Regions from separate parts of the Sus scrofa genome. Here region 1 is linked to region 2. A link is a contact called in public HiChIP or PLAC-seq data. All regions are on one chromosome and are shown on one strand. Each heading gives the region's core, a stretch centred on a gene start, on an enhancer-like site or on the middle of the called end of the contact. The rest is flanking DNA. Distances are from core to core; before and after follow the strand shown.

The links. HiChIP or PLAC-seq counts read pairs in DNA pulled down with a chosen protein or histone mark.
Region 1: a contact with region 2 is called in an H3K27ac HiChIP or PLAC-seq map of alveolar macrophages, with 3 times the contacts expected there. The contact joins the promoter of XCR1 here to the enhancer-like site in region 2. A contact is called at or near these places in 1 of 5 promoter capture datasets (liver), 16 of 47 Hi-C or Micro-C datasets (alveolar macrophages, blood, brain and 6 more) and 1 of 2 datasets of contacts at active chromatin or transcription factors (alveolar macrophages).

Annotation. Positions count from the first base shown.
Region 1 is chr13:29,232,228-29,235,426 of Sscrofa11.1, reverse strand. It overlaps XCR1 (X-C motif chemokine receptor 1), which reads left to right and starts at 1,625. Exons shown (of 4, transcript NM_001001622.1): 1 at 1,625-1,867. CCR1 (C-C motif chemokine receptor 1) reads left to right here and starts at 1,565. Exons shown (of 2, transcript NM_001001621.1): 1 at 1,565-1,867.
Region 2 is chr13:29,174,968-29,178,325 of Sscrofa11.1, reverse strand. It overlaps XCR1 (X-C motif chemokine receptor 1), which reads left to right. Exons shown (of 4, transcript NM_001001622.1): 3 at 503-721. Among named protein-coding and RNA genes, the nearest start is that of FYCO1, 34 kb to the right of the region's middle. Within about 2 kb of position 1,650, at least 23 of the 83 cell types and tissues checked have an H3K27ac peak or open chromatin away from gene starts, as enhancers often do. A contact at or near this core is called in alveolar macrophages, liver and retroperitoneal adipose tissue, where this site is marked.

The DNA.
Region 1 (3,199 bases), core at 376-2,875, 57 kb before region 2:
GGGATTGCTGGATCCTATGGTAACTCCATCCTTAGTTTTCTGAGGAACCTCCATACTGTTCTCCACTATGGCACCAATTTACATTTCCACCAGCAGTGTAGGAGGGTTCCCTTTTCTCAGTACTCTCTCTGGCATTTGTTATTTGTAGATTTTTTTTTTTTTAATGATGGCCATTCTGACCAGTGCGAGGTACCTAGTTTTGGTTTGCATTTCTCTAATAATTAATAATAATAATCTTTTAATGTGACCGTTGTGGCCATCTGTATAAGACAGATATTTTTAATGTCTCAAGCAGCATGCCAAATCATTCATTCAGATGGATGTGGTTGTGTGTGTGGGGGGTGTATCTCTTCCTTTAATCTTCCTATAAAGTGGTATTATTAGCCTCATTTCACAGAAGAGGAAAGAGACGTTCAAACTCAAGAGAGTAAATAAATAACACACCTAAAGTCAGTAAAAGGTAGACCTGAGATCTGAGTACAGGCCTGGCTGGTTTGCGAGGCTGGTCCCTGTTGCTCCCCTCAGGCCCTGCTTTCTGCACCAGGTGGCAAGTTCCAGGCGCATCCAGAGCTGTCTGTTCATCTAGTTACCTTCTTCCTCCTGCTCCACCATCTCTCATGGATGGGTTGCTAACGAGGGAAACCCAGCCCCGGAAGACTGATGGAGTGTTCCCCTGACTGGCACATGGCACCTGTGTACAGCTGTCATTTTACAGATGAGGAGCTGAACCTTGGAGGTATGAGTGACATTTTCAAAACACATTTGCATTTGTGATTTCTGAAAGAGGTGCTTGGCAGCAGTCCTGTGGGGAAGTTTCCAGAGCCCCCATTTTATAGAAAAGGAAATGGAAACGCAGAGGGATGTGAGTACAGCCGCAGAGCGGGTGTTGATAGCTGTGGCGCAAATCGTAAGAAGCCTCCTCCAGCCCACATTTTTCCTGGTACCAGGAAGTCTGTGACACTTTCCCATACAGGCTGACCTTATGAGTTCTTGGAGTGTAAGTATTTAGTGTGATTTTTTAGTGTGTTTTAGTGGGATCCAAGACTTAAAAAGACTTAGAGATCCACCCATGTCTCAAGCAGAAAGCTGGAATTTGAATGTGGCCCGGGTTGGACTGCTGCATAACAGCAAGAGTGCAGCATTGAAAGCGACAGCTGAAACCCAAGCAACAGACCTGTGTTCCCTCCAGGCCAGAGGCTTCTTGAGATAACCCCACTCTGTGGGGTTTGTGTGGCAGAGACCAGGGAGCTGAGAGAGGGACGGTGAGCAGTCACTGGCACAGGCAAGTAGAGGGTGCCAAAGAGAAGTGGTCTCTTGCCTCTCTGGGGCTGTATGCACGAGATCATTTTGAGGAACAGGACCCAAAGTTCCTGTTTAAATCCTTCTATTTGCAATCTTAAAAAAAAAAAAAAAAAAAAAAAAGACTACTCATTGAGGGCAAAAGCTGTGTGCCCTGCCCCCACGGCACACACACTCCCACCCTGCAATTGCTTCACAAGTTCTGGGAAAATCTCATCACCACCCACCTAGCCCTGCTCAACTCCACCCAACCCCACCGCCCAATCCCCTTAAGGCAGAGCTCCCCAGGGAGAAGTGCAGCTGAGTGAGCAGAAAAAAATCTCAGAGTGAACTTGGCCTTCAGGAACTGACCACTGGTGGGTGCCGTGGCCATTCTTGGACATCCAACAGTACAAAGAAGAACGTCCCCTTCTTGTTGTTCTCAAAGACTGAGACCTGGCGTCTATCTTTATTATCGTACAGGAAGCTAAGAACCTCTGACTCAATCAGGACCTTGAACCTTGAGTTCACAGAGACTCTAAAAGCTCCAGAAACAAAGACTTCGTGGACACAGTCCCTCAAAATCAAAGTAAGTGGCACTTGTCTTCCTGCCTTGTCAGTTACTGTTGAGGGCACTTTGTTTGCATGCAGCCAGGTTGAACCGTAGTCCTCCCATTGCAGATCATGACTTGTTTACCTGTCTGTCTCCTCAAAGGTGGGGAATTTTTCAAGGGCCAGTCAAATGTCTAAGTAACCCCCGATGCCTCTGTGAGGCAATGCATTGTATAGTAATAATGAAGATGGGTGCGTTTATAAGACTGGGTGCTCAGCAGTGAAATAGGGTAGGTTTTGTTGGCTTTTGGAGGATTTTGGTTGCTTGTTTTTTACTAAAAACAGAATGCTTTCTTGAACGATCGGTTGTTGCTGGCTGATTAAGAAAGTCAGCCCAGTGTTAAGGAACAGGAGGCACTTTCTGTAGAAAGCTAGTCAAGAGGAAATTGCTTGCCAAATTTCCCCCATGTAAACAAACCCAAACATGGTGTAAGCAGAAATTGTAGCAAGAAGGAAATATTAATTAGGAAAAACATTGCAGATGCAGGGATGAATTGATACTGAGTCAACTTCTTAAGAAGACTAGAACCAAGGATCCTCAAAATTAGGACTGTGGGCTATCTTTGGAGCAGGTAGAATTTCACCCACCATAAGGCAGGGAGCTGGTCAGGTGACTTCTTAAGATGCATTCATTCTGTTTTAAAAGAGGCAGGTCAAAATTTTGTTCTGAAGATGCAGGGCCAATGGGGGTACTTGGAGGTATCTACTTCAACCTTCCCTCCATAAAATCTAGGGGGTCCCAGACTTTCAGAACTAGAAATTCCCAGTTTGCATCCACTCACTGACCCTTTAGTCCCCATTCTGGCAGGACAACTCTAGGCTGTTCAGACTTCGGGGCATTGGGCTGCTATAAATGTTTAACAGCTGACTCTCCTGAAGTAAAGTGCCTTAACTTCTGGTGTTTGCCAATTTCCATGTGCAAATATTCCTGTTGGTTGAATTCATGCTACCAATGCACATTGAATGCAGAGCTGGTAGAGAGATACATGCTATTGTGTATCTTATGAGTTAGTATAAGCCAGCCAGCTCCTGCACACTGCCAGGCTGGATGTCTTCTACCATCCCAGACTGTCCTTTCTCTTTTCACAGAGAGACTTCACCAACTCCCAGACAAAAAGATGCTGGCCCTGGAAGGGGTCAAGCTCCAAGGCTACAGCTGACCCCTGGTATAATGCCCTTGGGCAGACTTTTGTTGCAGACTAAAGCAGGGCTGGCAGATGTCATGGCGCTGTCCTTTGGTCTCTCCTCCAAGGCCCCACTCCAGCCAATCTCCCTTTAAGAGCATCATACCCTGGAGCTATTGCCTGGT
Region 2 (3,358 bases), core at 401-2,900:
CTGAGCAAATTTCCCTCAGTGAGTACACATGAAATGGGCACATTGCCAGGCACTTTCCTAATTGTCTCCACATTACACCTTCATAGGGGGACAGCAAAGAGGCTAGAGGCCTCTGAGCTACTATGTCTCAGTGTTGGCCCTCCGTGGAGCTTCCTGGAATGGTCTCAGTCCACAGCAACCCCTTTTAGAGCTGTTTTTAGCAGCTGCTGCCTTGACCTTATCAGATGCATCCTCTGGTTAATGGTTTTTCTTGCAGTGGATATGCCAACAAAACCTCATGACGTCTTAGTGGGATGGACATGGTAGATATTACTGATGCTACTTATTACTACTAAGATGGTAGCCAGTCTTCATGACGGCTCCCAGTGGTTGGTACCACCTGGTACTGACATCGCTGAGTAGGGTTGACCTGGATAACAAGTAAGATAGTGTAGAAATGATAGTGCTTTTCTTCAGAGGTTAGATCATAAAAGATACTGTGGCTTCTGTCTTGGTCTCTTAGATGGCTTACCCTGGGAGAAGGCAGCAACCATGTCAGGAGGACCCTCAGGCTTCATGGAGAGACTCGCATGACCAGGAACCAGGGCCTCCTGCCAGCAGCCATGTGAACACAGCTGGCTTGGAAGCAGATCTTCCAACCCCAGTCAAGCCTTCAGATGACTGCAGCCCCATGGACATCTTGTTCTCATCCCATGAAAGGACATGGGCCAAAACCATCCAGGTGAGTTGCCTCCAAAGTTCTGACCCCACAAACATTGTGTGAGATAATAATCATTGTTTAATCTACTAGGTTTTGAAGGAATTTTTTTTTTCCTTTTTCGGCCATACTGTGGCATATGGATGTTTCCAGGCCCGGGATCAAATCTGAGCCACACCTGCAACCTACGCCACAGCTATGGCAATGCCAGATCCTTAAACTGCTGCACTGGGCCAGGACTCAAAGCAGCAACGCCATAGAGACAAACCGGATCTTTAACCCACTGCACCACAGGGAAACTCCTTGAAGGAATTTTTTAAAGGTATGGTAGATAAATAATATACCCGTTATACAAGTGAGCCTCAGACACATATGGTGACTAGCCCCAAATCGCACAGCTGGAGCTGTGACTGACTGGGAAGAGAGCCCTCATCTTGTGACTGCTGATCCACACAGCACAGGTTCTCTTATAGTCCCATGATTCAGTAGTTCTCTAATTTGGGGTCAGAAGAGGCAAAGATGAGGTTGCAGGCACAGTGCAGCATCTGCCTAGACAACTGTGGCCACACTCACAGCCTCGACCCACATGGCCCCTTGACCAGGAATCCAGAATAGGGAGGGAAGCTAAGAGTCTTCTCTCACTTTCGTGGCACCCTCATGAAGAGGAGGCACAAGCCAGCAACACTTCTTATTTGAACAGACCCACACCCATGCAGGCTCACACATGTGAAGGGTCTCAACCCCTACTGCAAAGGAAACTACAGCTGACCCATGATGCTGCATTTCCGAGGGGCTGTGGTGGGGAAGATTTGTGGTGTCAGGGCTTGTGCTAAGATCCTTGCCTGCAACACGGGGTCTGGCTGTGCCTCCCAGCTTCCCCACTGCTGATTCATGCATCCACTTCAGAGAAGTCACCCCACTGACTCAGTTCCCATGTGACTCACTGGCCATGTGATCGCTGGTCCCCCGCTTCTGCTAGCAGGGCCTGTGGGCAACATGAGCTCTCTGTAGTGACAGTATGGTGGTCACGGGGTCAACAAGTGGCAAGTCTGGCTGGCTCTGTTTTCTCATCCTTCCAGCTGGGTTGGACTTATTCCAGCAAGAGCTGGAATCCCTACATGGCACTGGAATTGACCAAGTCTAGAGGGTAGTTGAAGATAAAAGGTTGAGAAGGGCTCCATAGTCACTGCTTTTGTCTCCAGGGACATGCCAGCCTATCCACAGCAGGAAGGGTGCAGCCCAAAGCCTAAAGCAGGGCTGGACTTCCCAGCAGAGAACAGAAAATTGTTCCTAGGGTGGCAGTGGATGTAAGAGAGACTGAGCAGGAGACCCGCCAAAGCAAACAAGGAAGAGGCCTCACGTGGTAACATTTCCTTTTCCTTTTCTTTCTTTCTTTCTTTCTTTTTTTTTTTTTTTTTTTTTTGGTCTTTTTAGGGCCACACCAATAACATATGGACCCCAGGCTAGGGGTCCAGTCAGACCTGTAGCCACCGACCTACACCAAGGCCATAGCACCTTGGGATCTGAGCCGTGTCTGCAACCTACACCACAGCTCATGGCAACACAGGACCCTTAACCCACTGAGCAAGGACAGGGATCAAACCTGCATCCTCACTGATACCAGTCAGGTTCATTAACTGCTGAGCCACAATGGGAATTCCCTGGTAATATTTCTTGATAAAGTTGTCAGCCCACATGGAAAAGTTGTCAGCCCACATGGGCTTCAGTGTCTTCATGAATGGAGTCAAGTGAATGGTTTTCAAACTGGATTCCTTGGAGCCCAAGCTTTCTGCAGACGAGCTTAAGAGTTTGCCATTGGGAGGGAGGCTCTACACCTGTACTGTCCAATAGGAATATGAAGTAAGCCACACATGCAATTTTAAATGTTGTAGCACCACATTTTCAAAAATCTAACAATAAACAAGTAAAAATGATTTTAATAGTATCTTTTACTTAATCTAGATATTATCATTTCAGCATGCAATCAGTTTGTTAATTTATTAATAAGATATTTCACATTCTCCCTTTTGTGCTAAATCTTCAATATCTGGTGTGTAATTTGTATTTAAGTACATATCAGTTAGAACCAGCCACGTTTGCAGTACTTGACAGCTAGAGTGGTGTACCTGACCTGCCGAGAGGGAGGAGGAATCAGGCGTTTAGAGAAGACCTCCCCCTGGTGGACAAAACTCAAAAGTCCATTTCCTTGATTCAGTAATCATGTAGAATGTCAGCATTATATGTATCCTGAGGGCACTTGGAGAGAGCACCTACAAATCAAAGAAGCAGGTCAAGTGCAGACTCCTGAGGAATTTGAAAGTGAGAATTGTTGATGGCAGACTCCCTTGCTTCTGGGAAGAGAGTGAGTGTGGACTATTCTTTCCAGGAATTTTGCTGTGAACGGGAGGAACATACAAGGCATGGGGCACAGACCTAAGGGTGTTTTAAATGGGAAGAAAATATTTGGACAAAATGCAGGCTGTAGAACACTTGTCATGACCAGATCAAAGGAACCAGAGGCATTCAAGAGTCATACTAACAGAGCTGGTTGGAATACAGACCCTGGAGCCAGCTTCATTGCTTTCTGGCTGTGTGACTTTGGACAGATTACTTACCTCCTTTTGCCTCTGTTCTCGCATCAGTGCAATAGTACCTGCCTCT